Regions from separate parts of the Capsicum annuum genome. Here region 1 is linked to region 2. A link is a contact called in public Hi-C data. All regions are on one chromosome and are shown on one strand. The core of a region is the stretch at or near the end of the contact, and the rest is flanking DNA. Distances in the headings are between cores, read along the strand shown. Region 1 overlaps LOC107842668 (transcriptional activator FHA1). Region 2 has its middle 81 kb from the start of LOC107842668.

Region 1 (4,763 bases), core at 1,455-3,954, 67 kb before region 2:
TAGTTTCGAGTTTGATTTTTGGCTGATGACAAGCTTATGCATCTGCAGTTGGTGGAACACTACGGCAATACCTGGCACCATAGTCGGGTGAGGAGATACTTGACATCTGAAGACTATCCTAGCCCTGAAGCTAAATCGAAGCCATGGTATGGATTGCTGATGCTTCTAAGAAAATACCCGGAGCATTTTGTCATCAATACGCGTTCCAAGGGGCGGGTGACTTTGGAGTTTGTTTCTCTCGTCTCACTACTTTCGTGAAAGCTTTATAACATGTTAGCCACTTCGTTGTAAATTAAGCTTTAAGTAGGTTGTGAAACATCACTTGAAATTTCAATACTGAGCTCAAATTTGTCTAGACATGTACCTGAAATTACTGCATTTTCTCGTCAATTAAATGTTTCAACAAGTTCCGTGGTCGTCTTTGTTTTTTTAAAGGACCGGAAAATTCCCCTGGTCCAGTTTGCGCATGGTTTGAAACTCAGATAGTAGGCTGGCTTTTCCACCCCTCTCCACATAAATACTAGTTTATTATTTGTGGTAGAATTCGAACCCATGACTTTAATAATAATGCTTATTCAATAATAATGCTTATTCAATCATTTTTGCCCTTTAATCCATCTCTCCGGAAAATCAATTCAATACACCTCATATCAAATAAATTAATGGTATAGCCAAATTAATTGCAGAAGAGCAGAACACTTGCCATTCCCGTGGCATAAGCAAAATAATGATGGTACATAAATATCTATCTATATATAATAACAGAGGCAAAAACTGCCACATAGCACCACAAAAAAATAATATTTATCATCAAAAATTAAAATTACATTTTTAAGAAGCATTAACTGCCACACAAAATATCTTTAAAAAAAAATGATAATTAAACAATTCAAAAAAAATCCCGACAATATAGTTGGTTAAATTCAAATTGACAATTATGGTAACAAAATTCATTCAAAAGATTTTTTTTACTTTTTGCAATTTTTAGCAAAATTCAGTTTATATTTTTGTAAAAAAAATAAATTTGAAAGTATTTAACAAAAATATAATGTTGTCGGTTTATTTTTAAAATTCAAAAATTGACAATAGTAGAAGCAAAATTTATGCGAAGGAAAAACTTCTTAAAAATGCATGCAAAAGCAAAATTCTAATTTTAATTCACTGAACATCACAAAAACCTAAGTTATTTGTTTTTTTTGCTCCTTTAAACTTTGTTTATAGAATTTGAATAACCAAATCCACTTTTTTTTTTTCAAATTTAAATATAAAGCTTTTGAACCTATGGATAAAAATCTTGAATTTAAATTACTTTTTAATTTGAAATCACCAACTACTCCTCTTCCTCCATTCCTTATAACCATTGAAACACGTTTTGCCTTTCTAAAAAAAAAAATTGTTTCTAAAAATATATAGCAATAATAAAAAACACGTCTTTTTGTGTTACTCCTTTGTAGCAACTAAAAAGAAGAAAAATTATCTCCTTTTTATGTTATTTTTGAAAATTCATTTATCTTACCAATTAAGTTTTTTAATTAAAAGAAAATTACAATTGTCCCTTTACAGCTAAACACCTTTTGGTTCCTTTTTTTTTTTTATAGGAAATTTGGTTTTCAGAAATTTGAAAATAATGAAAACCGTCTTTTACAGTTATGCATGTTTTGACTTCTTTTTTATATCAAATTATTTACGTTATATTTTTTCTGAGTTACTTCTCCGCTAGGCTTTTTTAAGATTTGTTTCTTCTCTTCTTTTTCGATGATTAACTTTAGTCATGTCTGGAGAAATACGAATCACTTCTATTTTCATTATGTTGTTTGCATATGTAAATACTTTTTTAAAAAAAATTAATGTGATGATTAGCTTAATCTTATAATTATTTATTCTTTTCTGATTAGCATGCTGGCCAATTATTCATGATTCGCTGTTGCTATTAACTTCTTTGACTTGACATCTAGCATTGTGCTTTGTTTCCCAGAGGATTGGTTATCGTGTGTGTTTTGATTTGTCTATTTATAGATTTATTATTTGATACCCTTTTATATATGAAGATCACATAAAATAACAATTATGATTTTAATGGAGGTAAAGAAAATATAGTTATCAGTCTTCACTACTTTTTGCAAATTTTAGTAAATGTCAGTTTATATTTTTGATATTTTTTATATTTCTGCAATTGCTTACTAACATGTATATTTGTTTGCGATTTTTCTTTCATATCCTGAATTCTTGCATTAACTAAATATATTTCTGCAATTACTTATCAACAAATAATATGCTCTTCGGCTGAGAGGTGAGTACTTGCAAAAGGAGTATCAAAGGTGTAAGAGTGAATTGGTAAGACGAAGGACGAGTAAGATTGTGCATAAGAGATCTTTCTATTTTCCACACGCGAGATTTTTTAACTTTCATATGTCTCCCAATGTCTGCAAAGATATAATAACTTAAATATCTCTACTAGCTTTTATAATTTTAAACAGATGAAGTGAAAAGCAAATGCAAGAAGATCAAAGGAGATAAGAACCATTGGAACAAAGAAAAGACAAATTCAGAAAGTAGACACAAAAATCTCATTTAGTCCAAGCGTCATTCTAATTAAGGTAAAGTTGAGAATAAGTTATATATGATTGTGATATATCTAGTGTCAAGCTAGACGTTCCACCAAGATTGTTCAAAATACAAGAAACTAAATGCATGAAGAAGTCAAAAGGAGATTCACCAACATCTCCTATATTTTTCTCTTATTAGAAAGTAGAACTAAACACGCTTTGTACACTACAGGTCATTCATGTAATTGGTTGTCTTCGCAATTTGTTACTAATGAAGTATTCCGCAATTGTAATTGACGTATATTTTGTAATTTTTTCTATTTCAAATTATTTATTGCTTTAATTTTCTCTATCTACGATAATTGTCTCTTTTATTCCAACGTTTTGAGATTTTATGTTTATAATTCACTTAGTTTCAACTTGATAATGCTATAACAATTATATGGTTTGCTTGACAAATTATTTCGGGATGAAATGATTAGAAGATGGTTTCAGTATGAAGTGAATTAAAAAGCTGAAATATTTGAATGAAAGATTAGATTGATCTTGAGGAAGTAGCTAGAATGTTGTTTCAGCATATTGTTAAAAAGCTGTAACGCACATACAAATGAGCATATCGTTTACTAATTAATAGATACAGTTTCGAATTGAAAGATATTCTTTGATATGAAAAATAAATATTCGTAAAAGATAAAAAAAAAAACTATTTCTTATAAGTATGTTGTTTTTCGATTTTGATGAAATAACGATGGCATATATTTGAAAGACTAAAGTAAATAGACCAGTCCAAATTAAATTTGAGTTGAATATATCTGAATTTCATATGATTTAGTTTATATATCCAATCTGACGTGCTAAAATTTAGAAAAGGTATATTAGAGAAAGATCTTTTTATATAACTAGTTATGACGTTAAATAATATATTGTAGATTAATCTGAATTAGTTATGCGTCGAGGATTTTCCAAAAAGAGTCTCTTTAAAATGATTAGAAATAATATTTTAATATTATTCACGCATTGCGCAGGTACATATAGTAGCAGTAGTAGTACTACTATTACTAAAAATAAAAAATAAAATAAATTATAGTAATGGATAGTATATAGTTTTAGTGCTAGAAGGAAAAGGAAAAACAACGTAGGAATTATTTTTTAAAAAAAATATGTGGATTATTGATTTCAAGTATTTCTCTTAATTCAAATATATACATTATAAGATAAGTATGTATTGTATTTGAAATATGGATAGAAAGAACAATAAATTGATCTTCTTTTAACAAATGAATATTATATTTGAATTTGAATTTAAATGAAATTTAAATTGGAATGAAGTTCTATTTTCATAATCTCTCTTATATATCTTATATATATAATCAATAGTAGTGGTAGAAGCAGTAGTACGTGTAGGATAATAATATCTTTTAAATAGAAGTACCTACTTTGATATGTTATTTGAATATCAAATTCAAATGAAATTTGAGCTGGAGTGGAGTTCTAACTCCCTAACCCCTCTATATATACTTCTGCAATGATATATAACACTAAACTTGCTTTTATCTTTTTTTTAAAAAAAACTGATCATTAGCTTTATTCATGATTTTTTAAAAACTGATCATTAGCTTTATTCATGAATTTATTGTTGCATTCTTCATATTATGCATTTTTTTCGAAACATTTTTGATTTAAAATCTTCATTTTTATATGCAGATGAGTGATAGTCATATTATAGGCTATTTTTTTCCTTATATACGAGCCCGAATTCAATTAAGTAATTTGTCATTTTGATATTGTTCGTTTGATTTTTGATAAAAGTAAATACATTCAATTATATCAATGAAAAATAAAATCACCTAGGGCTTTAAGCTAAAAGTGACAAAAGAGTTTGAAAATAAGGTGTAGGTAACTCAAGTCTTAATAATTGAGTGGGGATGACAATTACATTATTATGGATTAAGAAAGTTGGGTAAGTTTGAGAATAACCCACAAATTTTTAAATTTACACTTTGATCCAAATATTTACCCAATATAACAGAAAAAGGGGTGTTTCTCTCTTTTCTCATGCATTGTTATTTTCTCTCTTAGCGATTTTGTTGTTCATTGTTGCTGCTGTTTTATTCATCATCTTCTGCTTCATTATCATCATCTTCTACTTCATTATCATCTCTATCTTCTCCTTGTTGACTATTGTTGTTGTTGTTGTTACCGTTATTGTTGTTATTT
Region 2 (4,419 bases), core at 1,553-4,052:
CAAAACGATCATGTCGTAAGGGTCGTGTCCTGAAAATCATATTATCTTCTTCGACTAGTTTCGAAGATACAACAATCCAAGGACATCTCAATATTCCATTTGATGCCCATGATTGATTCAAAGTATTCTATATCCGTTAATCACACAAAGGCGAAAGAGTCTACTATTGAAGGATATTCTGAAGCATTTTCATATATCCGATAATCATGCAAAAATAAAAGAGTAAGGCATTGAAGGATATTTTGAAGCATTCATATCTTATCAAATCACACAAAGGCAAAGCAATCTGGCATTGAGAAATATTCATTAGCCTCAAGTGCATCAATCACTAAAGATTTAACTACATTCACTATTGGATATCAAGAAACATATGGTCCACAGAATGTCTATAAGTCGCTATAAAAAAACATACGATGTACTAGATTTTTTGAGAATTGACAATCCAAGGGTCGTCTATAAGTCACATTATTTGAAATAGGATAGTGTGCAAGATTATCTATGAGTTGACTCCCCATGGGTCATCCGTAAGCCGCAACAACATCCTAACCGGATAGTGTGCAAGGTTACCCAAAGATCGACAGTTTGAAGGTTATCCATAAGTCACAACTAAATTCTTACTAGAAAATATACAAGATTATCAAACTGATAGGTCCAAGAGTTCTCTATAAACCGCGTCATATCCAAGATCGATTATGCTTAGGATTACCCAAAGACTATCAATTTGAGAGATATATATAAGTCATATTATATCCAAGGTAGGATAATGTGCAGGAATATCTAAGAGCTAGCGATTGGAGGGATATCTATAAGTCATCTCATATCCAATGTCGGATAATGTGCAGGATTACTCAAAAGCTAACAACTTAAAGGACATATGTAAGTCGTCTCATATCTAACATCAAATAATACCCAAGATTATCCAAAGATTGACAATTCAAGGGAAATATATATGTCATATCTATATGAGAGATGCGTAAGACTCCCCGAAGCCACATACGACAAGCATTATAGGTGACCAAAAGGGTTGCCACATTAACACATGGCTATGCGGTTGTAGGGACCACTCTATATGTCTCATCGGTGCCCAAGAGGGCCACCCCACTTTGAAGAGCATTTCCAATCATCAAAATAACTATTTTATTCAATAACAAAGGGTTTTTGTATCGGGTATTGCGAGAATTATCGCCCTTCAAACAGGTACATGAGAGGATAGCGTCTTTTGCAGGTAGCAACTCATATGGAGATATAGTAAAAGACTATAAACCCCTTAGTAAGTTATATTTATTACTAATAGTTTTGTTTGAGATGTTGTCGAGAGCATTCGAAAAGGATGAAAATTTCAAACTAAAATCACAGGTGCGGACAACTCCAAAAAGGACGTAGCACAATGTGGAACTTTTTCTTAGCAGCGAACTGGGACATAGTCTAAAGAGGAATATCAAACTCTTTGGACGTGAGCTAAAGACCACTTCCACCACCATCAAATAATATCTCTATTAGAAGACATGTGGAAATTTTGGGATTTTTGTTTCAGCTTCACTTTTGGAGTATTTGTAAACTCACACCGAGGTAACCTTCTCTTTTCTTCAAATTCGAGTGACAACACACTTAGAGTTTGGAGATTATATCTGAGTAAAGTCTTGCCTATGGATGTGAAGAACTCTACATTAATGGTTAAGAGTTTACAAGTTTTTCCTGTAGCTCAATCAGCTTGTCACTCATCCCGAGCCAAAGATCATCCAAAATAAAAGACAATCATTTCTACCGATCGAGTCTAACTACAAGCAGTCTGATTCCCTAGATCTCAGGAATATGTAGGCTGAGATCTATATGGAAAACTCGACTGCATTCCATCCCCCCCAAATCTCCTTATTCCCCAACCTTTTAGTTTTATTAACACTCGAAAACTGACATAGCTTGTGAATTTTTTGAAAATCATGCTTTAATCAAGCGTAATGAACTACAGGTGACCTGAGTTCTCATGTACCTGAGATATGTAGGAAACTCGATACCGGGGATCGGCCATAACGCCATGAAACTCATACAAAAACTAAGCTCTGTCATAACTGAATTTGTGGCCGAACAAAATTAAGAACGTCAAACTCCCTTTGCCTAGGGTTACTTGCATCCATCCTACCCAAAGGGAGGGGGCAGTTGTTGACACCTAATTTTTGCCCTCCACGACTAAGTTCAATCCCGCATTTATTTGATTTTAAATAAAATTTTAACATTTATTTTATCCAAATAAATTCTTTCAAATAGTTATCTAGGTAATTTTAATCATTTAAAATAACTATTATATGTTTTTGTAGTTGTGTTTACGAGATCATTAAATTTTATAAAAAAAATAAATTTTAGTCAAGGGTTATCTAGAATATGAATTCAAATGGATAAAATCTTGATTTAAAAATAATTTATTTGGAAAATATGAATTTGATTTTATTGAATCAAGAAGCTCAGGATTGAATTGGTTGTTAATTCATTTCACATATTGTTTCAATTTAGTCAATTTATTAAATTAGAACTTAATTGAAAATCAAATTGACCATAATGCAATTGAATTTTTATAAGGCTAAAATTTAAATATTATTGTCCAAATTCTCTTTTTTTTGCTATTTAATAAAGGCCCTAAATCCTCAATTCCCAACCAGACCAACAAATTTCAGCCAGCCCTTTTCCCAAATCAGGCCCAACATCCTACTCCAGCCTAAAATCTCTGACCCAGTCTCCCTATCAGTGTACCACCCTCCTAGCTAATGGTACAATAACAACAACAGCCAACTTTTCTCCATCCAATGGCCCAACATCCATAAATCAGCAGCCCACCAAACAATATCCCATCACCTCAGCCCAAAGACCTGACCCAGCCTACAACCCCTTCTCTCTTTCCCTTATACACAAACAACGTAACAACAACATACACGCCCAGACAACTGACCAAGAACTAACGACGTTCAAACCACTGCGTACAAAAATAATTCCCATGCGTACAACCTCCATCCCAGCAGTTTCAACCCCTAAACGATGTTCAACGGTAAAATCAATTTAACAGCAAAATCCTAAATCATCCATTTTTACCATTTTATCCATTTAGTACATCCATCCACGGCCAAAAACCAAAAAACTTTCATCTTTCTTTTGTTTGGACTCACTATTTAGGGCAAAGAAGTACCCCCTACATCTCTTCTGTACCACTCTCATTGTAAAAAATTCAGTTGAAGTACAAGACCATTCATGGTTTTTCGTCCTGCTGTGGACCTGAATTTTCCAAGTTATTCAATTCAAAATTGAAATCCAAAACCCTAGCTATTTCCCCCCAATTTCCCCTAAAAATATATGCTAAGAAGAAGGGGGTGAAGAGGGGATTCTTTGGGGAAAACTTGGGGATTCGGGAGGAGCGTTCCCCTAATCCCTCATAACAAAAGAATTCAAGAAGAAGTTCCATCGAGAATCAATCCCGACAAAAGGTTGAAATCTCGGCAAATTGGAATTAAAACTCGATCGAAACAACATACATTTCGGTTGAATTCCGTTGCCTAAAGTTCGTTTGTCTTGGTTCCTGCGTGGAAACAGGTGAAGGCTTCACTTTTTGCATCCTTTATTTGTGTTTATTTGTTATAACAAAATTTGAGTTCCACAATCGTGAGGCTTGTTGATTCGTTGATGTTGGAAGTTATTTGGTTGATTTAGTGTGGCGTTGCTGTTGAAAATTTGAATTCGATTTCACGGACATTGATTGTGTTTTCTTTTTGCTTTCGGTGTGATTTGAATACATAAAGAATTTCATTATTTTTTGTTCTTATTTCTGAGGTAGAAACTAACCCCTATAAAAAATCTATTATTTTGATTTGTTGAACATACAATACATGAATGTTTTGTGAAACTTGTGTGTAAAAGTCTCGACCGTTTTCTTCTTGGCCTCCCGAAACATGTAGCTGAGCGGTTTTCAATTGTTATTGTTTGGTTTAGTATTTGAATTATTGTTGTAGTTTTACGCATGTGTAGAGTTTAGTATTATGGGATAAATTAGTAGTTTGGATGATTGGTGTTGTGATTTGCATAATCTGTAAAAAGGAGCTTAAGGCCAAGATTAGTTTCCTTGGGGCTGTAGGTCACTATGCCTAAAAATTTTATTTTTTCTTAGTATGCCTTTCTTTAAATAGTTTACTCAGGCAAGTTATCATATGAGGAGAGTAAAGCTTTGTCATTTTCTTTCTTTCTTTTTCATTTTGAACTATTGCTCGTCTCTTCTCTTTTGTTTCCTTATGGCCTTTAATTGTGAAATCAAGACCAATGTCTAGGTCTGGATTAAGGATCAATACAACAGCCTTTGCGAATCTTGAATGCTAAGTATGATTTGACTATGAAAATGTTCTTGAAGTTGGTCAAGTAATGCATAAATTTATTTTCTCTCTTAAT

Evidence for each region. A called contact is a pair of places that touch in the nucleus more often than the background predicts.
Region 1: a contact with region 2 is called in a Hi-C map of bud, with 3 times the contacts expected there. The contact joins two enhancer-like sites. A contact is called at or near these places in 2 of 5 Hi-C or Micro-C datasets (bud and placenta).

What each region holds. Positions count from the first base shown.
Region 1 is chr9:92,767,367-92,772,129 of UCD10Xv1.1, reverse strand. It overlaps LOC107842668 (transcriptional activator FHA1), which reads left to right. Exons shown (of 3, transcript XM_016686622.2): 3 at 49-416. The coding sequence ends at 258. Among protein-coding and RNA genes, the nearest start is that of LOC107842668, 14 kb to the left of the region's middle. Within about 2 kb of position 2,704, at least 1 of the 5 cell types and tissues checked has an H3K27ac peak or open chromatin away from gene starts, as enhancers often do.
Region 2 is chr9:92,700,789-92,705,207 of UCD10Xv1.1, reverse strand. No RefSeq gene overlaps it. Among protein-coding and RNA genes, the nearest start is that of LOC107842668, 81 kb to the left of the region's middle. Within about 2 kb of position 2,802, at least 5 of the 5 cell types and tissues checked have an H3K27ac peak or open chromatin away from gene starts, as enhancers often do.